Regions from separate parts of the Mus musculus genome. Here all the other regions are linked to region 1. A link is a contact called in public ChIA-PET, HiChIP or PLAC-seq and promoter capture Hi-C data. All regions are on one chromosome and are shown on one strand. Each heading gives the region's core, a stretch centred on a gene start, on an enhancer-like site or on the middle of the called end of the contact. The rest is flanking DNA. Distances are from core to core; before and after follow the strand shown.

Evidence for each region. Promoter capture Hi-C pulls out the DNA fragments that hold promoters and counts their contacts. ChIA-PET counts read pairs in DNA pulled down with a chosen protein or histone mark. HiChIP or PLAC-seq counts read pairs in DNA pulled down with a chosen protein or histone mark.
Region 2: an RNA polymerase II ChIA-PET map of memory CD8 T cells shows a contact between it and region 1, with 7 read pairs. The contact joins the promoter of Gimap5 here to the promoter of Zfp398 in region 1. A contact is called at or near these places in 3 of 39 promoter capture datasets (liver and pre-B cells) and 1 of 115 datasets of contacts at active chromatin or transcription factors (memory CD8 T cells).
Region 3: an H3K4me3 HiChIP or PLAC-seq map of pro-B cells shows a contact between it and region 1, with 4 times the contacts expected there. The contact joins the promoter of Gimap9 here to the promoter of Zfp398 in region 1. A contact is called at or near these places in 2 of 115 datasets of contacts at active chromatin or transcription factors (memory CD8 T cells and pro-B cells).
Region 4: a contact with region 1 is called in a promoter capture Hi-C map of liver, with 2.5 times the contacts expected there. The contact joins the promoter of Repin1 here to the promoter of Zfp398 in region 1. A contact is called at or near these places in 5 of 39 promoter capture datasets (cranial neural crest, hippocampal neurons, liver and 2 more).
Region 5: a contact with region 1 is called in a promoter capture Hi-C map of liver. The contact joins the promoter of Zfp467 here to the promoter of Zfp398 in region 1. A contact is called at or near these places in 3 of 39 promoter capture datasets (cranial neural crest, embryonic stem cells and liver).

The regions. Positions count from the first base shown.
Region 1 is chr6:47,834,403-47,836,933 of GRCm38.p6, forward strand. Zfp398 (zinc finger protein 398) reads left to right here and starts at 1,259. Exons shown (of 6, transcript NM_027477.3): 1 at 1,259-1,518. The coding sequence starts at 1,495. It also overlaps a transcript of Zfp786 not described here.
Region 2 is chr6:48,744,924-48,747,454 of GRCm38.p6, forward strand. Gimap5 (GTPase, IMAP family member 5) reads left to right here and starts at 1,274. Exons shown (of 3, transcript NM_175035.5): 1 at 1,274-1,507.
Region 3 is chr6:48,674,867-48,677,397 of GRCm38.p6, forward strand. Gimap9 (GTPase, IMAP family member 9) reads left to right here and starts at 1,269. Exons shown (of 2, transcript NM_174960.2): 1 at 1,269-1,388. Gm46958 (a long non-coding RNA gene) reads right to left here and starts at 1,943. Exons shown (of 2, transcript XR_001785233.2): 1 at 1,669-1,943; 2 at 966-1,158.
Region 4 is chr6:48,592,625-48,595,155 of GRCm38.p6, forward strand. Repin1 (replication initiator 1) reads left to right here and starts at 1,259. Exons shown (of 3, transcript NM_001079901.1): 1 at 1,259-1,428; 2 at 2,167-2,352. The coding sequence starts at 2,208.
Region 5 is chr6:48,444,556-48,447,086 of GRCm38.p6, forward strand. It overlaps Zfp467 (zinc finger protein 467), which reads right to left and starts at 1,270. Exons shown (of 5, transcript NM_020589.2): 1 at 798-1,270. It also overlaps a transcript of Sspo not described here.

The sequences.
Region 1 (2,531 bases), core at 9-2,508:
TTTTTGTTTTTTGTTTTTGTTTTTGAGACAGGGTTTCTCTGTGTAGCCCTGGCTTTCCTGGAACTCACTCTGTAGACCAAGCTGGCTTCAAACTTATACAGATTCACCTGCCTCTGCCTCCCAAGTGCTGGGACTGAAGATGGGCATCACCACTGCCAGGCCGAAGGCCACATTTAAAAATTATGTCTTTTAATAATAAAATCACTAATTATTTTCCTGAGGTCAATTATTTCTCTCTATCTCTGTCTCTCTCTTTCTTTCTCCTCCTCTTCTTTCTTCTTTTTCTAGTTCATTCCATTATAGTGATGTTCTAGTTTAGAGAACGGTAGTTTTAACTCCCAACTATGCACCATCTGACCACAGTTCATGCTCAAGTAGACTCAAAGTATACACAAGATATTGCTTTGTATGTACACTATAAAGACTCACAGTACACTCAAGTGGTAGTGGCCCAGCAGGAAGATCCCTATACTGTGGGGGCACTATAGACAGTCTACTGTTGAGGGCATTGAATGGATTCATTTCATTTACTGAGATAAATGTCTGAGAAGACTTTGGTTCATACATGTTTGAAAAAAGAGAAATACTGGAAAGTTATGGCTGTGTGATTATCTTTCTGCCACACAAGCTGTTAAACACACAACTCTGTCTTTTGTTGGTCCTTAGTCCAGATCCAGCAAATCTAACCACAAGCTTTATTTCTGTTGGCTCAAGTAGTCCACTTGTCGGTGCTGGTGAGTGAGCTCGGCAGAGGATCTGGGTTTGGCTCACAACTGTGTGTGTAGCTCCAGTTCCAGGTTATCCTGCATCCTATTCCGGCCTCCATAGGCAGTAGACATCCAAGTGTAGAGAAACATTTATACATATAAAATTAAAAGAAACAAATCTTTATAAAAATTCTACTTCTCATCCAAGCCCAAGTGAGACAATAATCAAAATAATCAGAATCTCTGGTGCCAATACAAGTCATATTTGTAATTTCTACGAACGATATAACTCCATCATTCCCACCTAGCTCACTCTGGTAGCCGATTACACTATCGTCCAGCCTGGACACCGCTCCCTGGCTCTTAAACTATGTAGCATCTGCTGGGTCTTCTCAGATGGATGGGAAACCCGAGTAGGTTGGATCTGCGTTCACCAAAACTCTTTTCTCAGAAGCTGACCTCTGGGAAGGCGCTCCGGATGCGGGGGCCGCCAGGGGGCGCGCTGTCCCGGGAGGACCGACCGGAGGGGGGCGCGTCTAGGCCGGCAGAGCGCCTGCAGTACTCGCTGCCCACAAAGCGCCAGCTGAGGGGCGGCTGCAGCCGGTGCGGCGTAGGCTGCTCGCTACTCAGCTCCTCTGCGTCCCAGCGCCCCCGGAAGCCCGATTGCCGCGCGAGTCCTGTCAGAGCGAGCAACGCGAGACCGCTTCTCGCCGTCTGCCGAGAGCACTGAGCAGCCGGGCCTGCGTGTGGTGGCGACTCCCGGGACAGGACCGGGCAGCGGAGGGCCATGGCTGAGGCGACCGCCGCTCCGGTAAGGGCGCTGATGGACGGGCGTCTCTGTCACCCGGGCCTCGGGGGAGGCGAGGGAGCTGGGGACGGCAGCGGGCCTTGTGGCCCGCGTGGGTCTGCGGCTGTCGTTTGCCCCGCAAGGCCACCGCGGACCGCAGCGCCGGGCGACGCCGCGGGACCAGGGTCTGCAGTTTCTAACCTACACGCGCCGCGGTGCTCCGCGTCAGCCCGCGGAACGGGGAAGTGGGCTCGAGGTGTTTTTGCAATCCACCAGCCATTCTGTACAGCCGCGAGAGCTGTCGTTGCTAGGTGCGGCAGGACAGTCACCTGCGTGGCGGGGAAGGTAAAAGCCAAGGTGTGTCCTTATGGACTGCGTGAGGACAGACAGCCTCGCGCGCCCGGGAGGGCAGGCTGTGGCGCCGCGGGGACCTTGGAAGGCCGACCGAGCGCAGGCTTAGCCAGTAGTGCAGTCGTGCGTGTGCTTGTTTGCTGCAGGCCTGCAGTGGGCCCAGCCGTGCATGCACCAGAGATGCCAGGGCTACCAGGACAACCCGCACAGTCCCTGCACACAGCCATTAAGGAAGAGGGGATGGTCGTTTAACAGAACGTTCTGATTGGAAAGTATTGCTTTTGTTTGCCACCTAAGAAGGCTTTGGTCAGCTCAAAGAGACTTTTTAAATAAGTCAGAAGTCAGGCAGGTCTGCAGAGGAGTAGATAGGAAGTAAAAAAGAAAGAAGAAACCAGGGGAGCAGCGGGGAGGGGCGGGGAATGGAGTAGAGGGGAATACCCTTCAAGTTTAATTTTCCCCCAACCCTTAAAAAAGATAGTAGAGCCCATGGTGTATGCTATAGGTATATGCCATGCTGAAAACTGTCACATACTTTTAGTTCTCTAGTAGTCATGTTTAGGAGGTTAAACCATGATGGTAACATGGTGGCTCACAGAGGAGTTTAAAATAGGAGAATCAGAAATTTTAGTATATGCTTGGCCAAATAGCCAGAGTGTGTGTCTTTAAAAAAAGAAAGAAAGAAAAGA
Region 2 (2,531 bases), core at 24-2,523, 910 kb after region 1:
ATAATAATGAAACCCAAACCTCTTAGGACCTTTTGTTCTCCCTCTTTGCCTTTGCCTTGAGATGTACATCTTTAAAAAAAAAACAAAAAACAAACAAAAAAAAACAAACAAACAAAACAAAACAAAAACAAAAACAAAAAACTGTTTTGAGTTGAAGAGTGGGAGGATCTTGTGCTCACAGCAGCCTCTCTTTGAATTGCAAACATCCAGAACCTCCCTAGCACCCTGGGAATGTAGGGATCTAGCTTCAGCTGAAGCCTGACTGCAGGGCCCTCTCGGTTGCAGACCTTCCTCTTGCCCTAAGGACATAACAAGCTCTAGCAACTAGCAGGCACAGCTGGTCGCTACTGAGTTTAAGATAAAGGACAGAGACACTAATAAAGGATGCTGCTACATCTTCTTGAGGCTAAGGCTTTTTATTAGACTGACTCACACAGTGGCTTAGGCTGGCTTCTAACTCAAGGCAATCCTGCTGCAATCCCCTGACAAACTAGGATAAGAATAAGCCACCATGCTTAACTTCAGTTATGTCTTCTCTTAAAAATACAAGCAGAGGGCTTTATCTACCTAGCTTTAAACTAACTGTCCTTCCCTCCTTTCATCTCTCTTCCTTCCTCCCCCCCCCCCCCCACTTTCTGTGCAGTCTCTTAGAATGTCACCTCCCTAGACCCCTTGAAACCCTAGTGTTCACAACAGAGAGCCAAGTATACTTTCCTGACAATAGAAAGCATCATGGGGGAATTCTCTGAGATGAGAATCACCTTGCATAAGCCAGCACTGTGTATTATGTTCAAGGCTTAAACTTAACAGGTACAAAGGTAAAGAAATACTTCACCCTGCCCATCTGGACATTCCATAGGCGAGAAACTGTACAATGACCACCTATGGCTGTGTCAACAAATAGCAAAGAAGGGGTAGCCAGTACCGGGTCTCCTGTCTGAGCTTAGCTGCTCTTTGAGAGGGGGCAGTCCGGGTTCTCCGGGGCCAGTGCTGCTTTTCTGTCCCTCTTTAGGAGTTCTGAATGCAGAGCCTGTGACATGAGACCCCAGGAGCTTGGGGAAGTGCAGATGCTCAGCTTGGGTGCTGATGGGGAACCTGGGACGCAGCACTTTCCAGCCACACATGGGCTTTCTTGAAAAGGGTGGCTGTCTTCCACTTCTCAGGCTCCGAGAACTGTGCCCTCAACACCCCCTGAAGGGGAAATGAGTAGGGCCGGGAGGCTTTCCACAGGAAGTGGTCATTGACTAAAGCAGTTTCACTGTGTTCTGGCAAATGTTCAAGGCCTTTCCACCTACCCGAGGGGATATAGTCTGCAGGGCAGTGTGTATTCCGTCACCATGGGCTTTCTTTTCCTGCCTTCGGACTCTGGATTCATGGCTCTGCATGTAGCTGTTCTGTGAGAGCACTGCTCAGCAGGCACAGGCCCACCGCATACCTGTAAGGGTAAAGAGGAACCCGCCAGGGCGCTGACAGCCGCTTGGGAGCCAGGGAGCCGCTGTGCACTCGGGTGAGCTTGGTGTGTTGGGTTTCCTGGACAGTGAAAGAGCAGTGAATTGAGGGTCGGCGACAGCATAGAGTGGGACAGAGCCCTGAAATTTCCATGCCATCATCCCTAGGCCCTAGGCTTTCCATCTCACCATCTGCGCCTTTCTGAAACCCTCAGTTAACAAAGGTGATGGTTTTTTGATGGAGGAGTAATTAAAGTCCGAGCCACAGGCTTTCCCAAGCTCCCCCAGCAGGTGGAGCACATTTCTTCATTTTATCCCAGACTCCCCAAAGCCTACTAGGCCAGATAGACCTCATCTGAAGGAGGGCAGGATGAGTTCTTAAGGCTCTACAAGCCAGAGTGAAACCTCTATGTTCCTTCCTATATGGTCTAGCCCTTCCCTGAAAGACAGGTCAGTGAATTCTACCTTAGAATCTTGTCTGAAAACCACCCCATTCTTCATGGCCAGGTATCCCACACCTTCCCTTAACATACCCCAAGAAGCTGTGGTATGTTAACAGTATTATGTTTTAGATGTGTATGAACACCCTCGTTGTCAGCTGAACTTTACAGTAGAGGGTACTATTTCCAGGACTCTTGCCTACTAACCTGCCCTGTGACTCTTAGTACCTGGACATAAAGGAACAGGGGAGGGGCAGATGGGTGGAGCAGATGCGAGTGAAAATGTTTGTTTTGGTTTTAGTTGTGTGAGGAAATACACTGGTGCCACTGGAGACTTGTGGAGATCAGAGGACAGCTTTCTGAAGTCATTTCTACCCTTCTGCTTGGTGGAAACGGCTTCTCTCTTGTTTCTGCCACACCCTGGGCTAGCTGGCCTGACAGCCTCTGGCTGATTCTCCTATCTCCACAGGCTGCCTCACTGTGTATAGTGCTGGGATTACAGAAGCAGGCTCTGGTGCTCAGAGTCAAGTCTCCAAGCTTGTGCATCAGGCGCTTTGCCCTAGGCGTCCTTGTTGCCTGCCGGTACTTAACAAGGAAGACAAGAAAGACTCTCTCAACTTCCTGACTGAACTGTGTCCTCATT
Region 3 (2,531 bases), core at 19-2,518, 840 kb after region 1:
CTGATTTGGGTAGGGAGCAGCCACCCTCCTGCCCAGCTCTCTGAGAGAAGTCCAGGGTATGGGCAATGCTCTACCTACCATCTCTTGTCTGCCTTGGGAACCAACAATCTTGAGACAACTCCAACTGTTGAGGTATCTAGCTTCAAGGACTGAGTAATTACCAGGTTCTCAGCTTTCAGTTCAAGGTCATCCTCCACACACTGTGAGTTCAACTGTAGGTTGGGCTACCTGAGACTGTAATTGTTAGCATTCTGTCTAAACTCCACCCCACAATTCCCTGACAACAGCCAGGTAGGCCTCACCCACTATAAAAGGGGCTGCTTGCCCCCTTCTCCCGCTCTTGCTCTTCTCTTCTTGCTATCTGCTCCCTTGTCCCTTCCCCATTCCATCCCCTCGCCCCTGCCCCGCTCTCTCCACATGCCCATGGCTGGCCTTTACTTCTGTACTCTCTAACCCCTCTGCGTTTCTCTGCTTCTTCTACCCTCTTGACTTCCCTCCCCATGCCCTGAATAAACTCTATTCTATATTATACCGTCGTGTGGCTGGTCCCTCAGGAACAAGTGATGCCTTGGAATGGGACTGCTGGGACAACTCCTCCCATACCTCACTACACCTTCCATAGAGCATATCCCTCCTTCTCTCGTTATCTTTTTATAAACACATCAGTAATCTAAAAAAAAAAAAAAAAAAAAAAAACCAAACAATAATAATAAAAAAATATTTAGAAACGTTTGGCATTATAATAGACATACAGAGAAAAGGCTTCAACTTGACAGAGCTGAAGCACCTATTAAATTACAAGAAAATATTTCTGTTTCTTTAAAAGCAAATGGTTTCTTCATTGGCTCCTGTTGTAAGCCGGCCCGCGGCCTACATGAACGGGGTGCACCTGGGAGGCAGGCTGGGGCTGAAAGAGACTTAGACTGTGAGAAAAGATAATGAAGCCAAGACAAAAATTTCTCTGATCAGGCCCGCGAGTTGAGTTTACTAAGAGAGTGTGCTTATAAGGGGGAAGGCCCATCCCCACTGCCAGTTCATTCTCCGTGCCTGGAGCCATTCTGTCAGCACGCGGTCGCCAGGAATGTCTCAGGAAGACAGGTTCAGCCTCTGAGCAGGTAGCAGAAGAGCAGGGCAGTTGTCTCTTCAAAAGGAGCCAGCCTAGTCAGAAAGTTGCACCGCAGGTGGCCCCACCTCCGAGGCAACAAGGTCTGTACCCGCCCGCTTCAGGCTGGGGGGGGGGGGGGGGGAAGCTACAATTGGCTCCACCCATAGAACTTCCTGTCAGGGAATGAGGGAAGTTTTACTTCATAGTTCAGTAGAAAACTTGAACCAGGTCAAATTGGTTCCTTGGAGAGATCCTGAACTCTCATTAACTGTTGCAGAAGAAGGTGAGTCTGGCTGGAAGAGACCTGGAGCGAGGGAGCTGTGAGAGGGAGGGCGAATGGAGCATCTATGGGGGTGGAAGTATTGTGTCTGCACAGGGAGGAAGCTGCTGGGGGGAGGGGTGGAGGCTAAGAGATATAAGGAGATGAACTGATGCGTTGCAGTGTGTCTGTGGGGAAGGTCACAGAGGGCCTGGTGCCCTTTATAGAAAGTTCTGTGTCCCCCAAGGCAGGTTCGTTAGAGTTGGGAGAGAACTCAGATCATGTTTAATTCATTTTTTCTTACCTCAATGTGCTGACTCCTCTTAATTGTACAACAGACAGATTTGCATGTGTGGCTGTGTGACCCTTGGCTTGACGGAGGGCTGCTGAAGCCACAGTGTAGTCTAGGGGCTCCGAGTCTTGTTTTGCATCTTGTCTGTTGCTTTCTCTTTATTATGTCTCTGTAGTACACTCTGAGGTGAAGTGGTGACACTTCTGCCAGTTCTTTTGTTATGCAGGATTGTTTTAACTGTCTTGGGGGTTTTGTTTCATGTTTATTAACATGATAAGTGAGCATATTTCTGGCTTCAGTGTGATATTTAACTGTAATAATTAACATATTAACTGTGTACCAGTCAAAGCAGGGGAGATGAACAATTCCTCTCTCTCCCTCTCTCTCTCTCTCCCTCCCTCCCTTCCTCCCCCCTCCCCCCTCCCCCTCCCCCTCTCTCTTTGGTCTGAGATAGGGGTTCTCTGTATAGCCTTGCCTGTCCTGAAACTCACTCTATAGACCAGGCTGGCCTTGAACTCACTGAGATCCTACCTGCCCCTGCCTTCCTTACACTTTCTTTATGTTTGAGTCCTTGAATGCCTCTCCTAGGTCGTCATAAAATATATAGTAAGCTGTTGACCTCTATAGTCATCCTGGGCTTTCAGGTATTTGGCACAGTAACGATTTGGGCGCACTCATTTCCCAGACCTGGCATTGGGCATGAGCCAGGAACATCTGTTCCAATATTGGCATGAAGGCGGTAGCAGGACTAGAGACAGCCTGTCCATGCCATCAGGAACAGCCTAAATGATATCCAGATCATCAGCCTTTTAAAACTATAGAACACTGCAAAATTTCAGGAGAAAAGGAAAAAAAGAAAGGATCGGGAGTGCTTT
Region 4 (2,531 bases), core at 9-2,508, 760 kb after region 1:
GGTTTAAAAAAAAAATCACACAAAACAAACAAGTCAGGAAACCAGCAACCCAAGAAGCAAAAATTGAAGCAAACAGTCATTTTAATTAAATTTGGGAAAATAGCCCATGTTGTCAAGGAAATGGAAAAAAATGGTCATTTCTCAGGGATAACTGATGAATCTTGTCTTTGACCATCTGTTTCTACCTCCAAAAGTTTGAACCTGGACATGGGTAATGAGACATTAATCTATAAGGACATAGGAAAAATATGTAATCGATTTGCATATTTATACAGCCATTAAACTATATATATATATATATATATATATATATATATATATATATGTTTTAATATAATATATAAGAGAACAACGAAATGGGAGAAAACTTACAATATCTTAAGTGAAGAGCCAGCATGTACAGTTGCAAGGGATAACCCAGGCTTCCCCAATATAAAATACTATTCAGAACACTCGAGTATGTCAAACACCGAATGTAATTGGCTTTAGGAGGCTAATATATGAGAGGGCTAGATGGCCCTTGGGAGAGATTTTAAAAGTGTTTTTTTTTAAAATAATTGTACAATTCAAAGCTTGTCTCTGTTGAAAGCATGAAAGGACACGAAATTGCACTGGTCTGGAAGTTCCAAGATGGGGTTCTTTTGGAAAGCCAAGGCCACCTGCTAGTGGGTGGTGAGTCATGGCCACAGGCTTGCACCTGCCTCCGCAGACGCCACACTGGCTGCTGTGCGTTTCCAAGGGTAAACGACCCATTTGTGCCAACAGCCACCTGGGCCCGGCCTGCATCTCTAGAGCTTAGGCCACTCCGGATCTTAGTTGTGGGAATAGAGGGCCTTGCAGAATTCACAGTTGCGGGCCATTCATTCTTCATCCAGATGCGCTCTGTTGCCGTGGTGCTGTGTTCCAGCCCTAAGCTAGAGCGGACTGGGCAAAGCCCCAGGCTCGACGCCAGGAGAACCGTTGGTGCCCTGTCTAGTTCTCTCTGGCTCTGAGTTTTGAAAAAGACAGTAAGGGTGGACCAAACACAGTGACCACAGCCTGGCCACAAGGTGGCCCAGGGGCGAGCATCCTTTTCTGGGCAGAGGGTTAGGAAACTGAAGCTCGGGCCGGTGGCCAAACCGGAGCTGGTGGCTGCCATGGCGATGGAGCCGGGGGCCCTCCCTGGCCTTGTGCCGGAGCGGCAGTGCAGCGGGGTGACCTGGCCCGCCCCGCCCCCAGGCCGCGGCCGCCTAGCCGAGACTGACCCTCCGCAGCTCCTGTAGTCACGTGGAGCTGGGAACCCAGCGCGTGGGGGGAGGTTGGGGACGGGCCTGGCAGTTGTGAACTCGAACCTGCCGCTGTCGCCGCTGCGGGGCGGGGAACCGGCCGCAGAGGCCGGCCTGGTGCTCTATGGATGGGCGCTGCGTCCCTGGAGGGCACGCGGGAGAGGTATGGGTCGAGTAAGGGCGCAGGGGCCACCGAGGGCGTGCGAGGGCAGCTCCACCTGTGGGGCGCGTGACCGTGAGTGTGTGCGGCTGTGGGGTTCGCGCGCGCGCGCGGAATATGAAAGGGGGGGGGGAGTGTTGAGGCGCGGGGCGAGCGCACCTGCGCACAGGCTCCGCGGGCTGCGCTGTGCGTGGGACCCGAGATGGCCCACTGGCTGGTCCGAACCGGTCCAGCGAGCCAGCAAATGTGGACGGAGGACACGCATCTATACAAAGGGGGAGTGTGTGGGCCTGCTGCCACCCGGGGCTGCCCTAGATGACCAAGGAAATTCTGGAGAGTCCTGGGCACTCTGGCGCTCCCTGCGTAGACCCTCGGGAGACAGGCCTGGAATTTATGTTGCGCGGAGAGTGGGGGAAGGGGAGGCAATAGGGATTCCAGAGTTACTGCCTAGGCAGCCCTTTGGCCACTGAGAAAGAGCCTTGCAACAGATGGAGGAGGCTATTCTTCTGGGGCCCTACCAGGCTAGGAGGTGGCCTCCAAAGGCAGCACTGTGCTTCCTCAGTAAAGGGTCATGCTCATGCTTTATTTAGTTCAGTGTCCGCTAGGTCATTCGACCAGGCTGGGTATGGAGTTCAAGGCTGAACTCTGTAGCCTTGAATCTGGGAGAGACTGGGTGATGACACAAACCTGCCCTGGCTTAGCGCAGAGCCTCACACTCGTTCTTTTCTCTCCCTTCCCCAGGTAAGGCTGACCTCTCAGCAGTTAGAGGTCTGAGCTCTGCCATGGGGATAGGGATGTCTTTATTGCTACAGTTTTCTCTGTCATCCGGGGGCTACCGAAGTGTGGGCCGAAGCAGCCGAAGTCTCCCCAGGAACATCCCCAGAAGGAGCTGGAAAAAGCCTCACCCCCAGCTCTTCAGTCTTCAGGGTAGAGTTTGGCCTTTCTTGTGCCCTCAAACCAACCCATAACTCCAGCGCTCATGTCTCCTATACTTGCAGGACAGGGATGTACTGGGGAAGGAATCCATTCTCCTATCATGGAGTCTTCCCTGGGTTCAGGCGGGGGTGGGAGTTGGGGGTTGGTGGGGTTGAGTCATGTCTGTAGTC
Region 5 (2,531 bases), core at 20-2,519, 610 kb after region 1:
CTTCCCTCCCTCCCGCTGCTCTCCTTCCCCCCTCAGCGGCCCCCGCCTCCCTTCCCCCTCTGCCTACCCTGCAAGCTCCGGCTCCGCTTCTCTCCCCTCCCGGTCCCCAGCCTTGTTCTTCCCCTCCCCCTCCTAGTCCGCTCCCTAGCTTCCAGGTCTCACGCCCCCCATCTTGGGGGGGGGAATCCAAGCTAACCCCACATTCTCTGGACCTACTCCCTCGTTCTGCCCCTCCCCATACCCCTTTCTTCCCAACACACCTCCCTCTCAGCAGCCCCCTTGCCCATTTCTGCTCCCCACTGACTTCACGCCCTCTCCGGAGTTTTCCTTCTGACTAGACTCCCCCCAATCCCCGCCCCTGTTAGAGCTCCGGAGTCACTCCGGGTCCCGGCCCCCTGCCCTGCTCTAGGCTCACCTGTCAGCGTCCTTCGCTCCCGACCAGCCCCATCCCTGAGCCCGTTTCCTGCCCTTTCGCACTGGACCCTTCCTCTATCCCGAGGAACCCTACTCCCGCTCCTGGGGATCCTCCCCGCAGGCCCCTCCCGCCCTCTTCCCACCTGCTCCCACCGGGCCTCCCCGAGTCCTTGCCCTCCCCTCCAGTTTCCTAGTCTCCCCATCTGCGCCAGGACCCTCCCTCCTGACTCCCTTCCCTCCTGGTCTGACCCCCCCCCTCCCCCACACTCGCGTCTGCGCGCCCCTTCCCTCGGGGTTGTCACCTGCCGTGGGTCGGCAGGGCTTGTAAAGCTCCGTTTGGGTGGCGGGGGAGACGCCTGCCCGGGAGTCTCGGGTGTCCTTACCTGGCGGGCTCCTGCGGCTACGTGCCGCGGCCCGCTTCGGGGACCCAGGCGCTCGGGCCTCCGGTCCCGGGCGGCCGTTTGCACAATGGCGCCGGCTGCCTGCAGCTTGGGTGCGGGCTGCCCGAAAGACTCCGGGACTGACAGCCCTGAAACTTCGCGGGGAGGGGAAGGAAAGACGCGGAGGGAGAGGGTGTGGGGCAGCGTTGCGGGTGATCGGGGGGAGGAACCCGGGAAGCGGGAACACTGCTCCGGGGCACAGGCTAAAGCGGAGGGTCTTCGAGAGACCTGCCGCGGGAGGGTGCACTAATGGGCTTGGGTGCAGGTGACGGTCTGAGGGCAAGATGCCCGGAGTGTGGAGATGGAAAGTGGGAGCTTAGGACCGAGGAAGGGCAGAGGGGAGAGGAAGGAGAAGAAGAGGCTAGAAGGAAGGGCACTCGGGCTAGAAGGGAGGGTGCTCACAGCCTAGGAGGGAGGAGCTGGAGAAAGGTGGAGCGCGGAACGGGGTGGTGGTGGTAGTAGTGAAGAGTTGGGGGGAGTAGGGAGAGGAGGGGGCGTGTTTGGGGAGGAGAGCAATGTGTGTATGGCTGTCTTTAAAATCGCCAGTGGCAGCCGAGTAAGTGGTAGCGCCGCGGTCCCGCGGGAGACTGTCTGGCCAGCAGAGATTGGGAGAATCGGTCAAAAAACTCTCCACCAGGATCCACCCAGACCGGAGGACGCGATCCAAGTCTCACCGCGGAGACTGAGGATTAAGAACCAATCTAAGAGGGCAGAGAGAGGGCTCTCAAAGTAGAAAATGGGGAAAAAGGAACCAAGTCCCCGACTGAGACCGCTGGACAGGCATGGAAACTGCAGGGGGTGAGGTGGGGCGGGGCTGGGCGGGGGCGGGGGAGTGTTGTCCGTGGGTAAGAAAACCTCCTGGCGTTAGGTGTGGATCTCTCCCCAGACTTCCACCATTTCTGCTCATGGGTGCAGGTACTCCTAAGCCATCCCCCTCTGCTCTTCAGACACCCTCACCCAGCCCTGGAATTAAAATCTAGGCTGGATATTCCATGCCCTGTGATTTTTCTTCAAACTCCCATGGGCTCCCATTTCCGCCTGCCTGCCCCTGTAGGGAAAAGGGCAGATCCAAGTTACATTTCTCCCCAGTCCAAGCTTCCCTTGTCAGCCAAGTTGCAGAACAGAGCTGCTGGGAGAGAGTCTGGGAAGAGGAGGCCATTAAATGGCCCTCTTGGATAGGACACGGTCCCTGACAATGGCACCCTGACACAAGGATAGTGACACCTGTGGAATCAGGGCAGTGACCCAAGGCTAGCCTTATAAGATGGAGCAGGGATGTCCTCAACATTTACAGATAGTTAGAGTGAAATCTGGAGCAATGGAGACCGACCTGAAGGATCAGGAGGTCCTGTGACTCAAGATGCAAAAGGCTCTTTTAATAACTGGCTGCTTCACTGAGTAAAGATGGCTAGGAGCAGAGTTTGTGTCCCTCTCTGTGTGCAAGAATGGGCTTTGAGAACTGCAGTCCACGTATGTAGGATATGCAGGAACAGTGGCCAGGTGAGAATGTTAGAGAAGTTAGAAGGACACTGTGCCCAGAATAGATGCTGACCCTTCCCCAGGACTGCTCAACTCCCAGGCACCAACCCTAGATATCTGGAAGCAACTGGGGAAACTCATACTGGCCCTATTTTGGTCCCAGGCCCAATAGTAGGCCCAGAGGAAGGAACCCCCAGG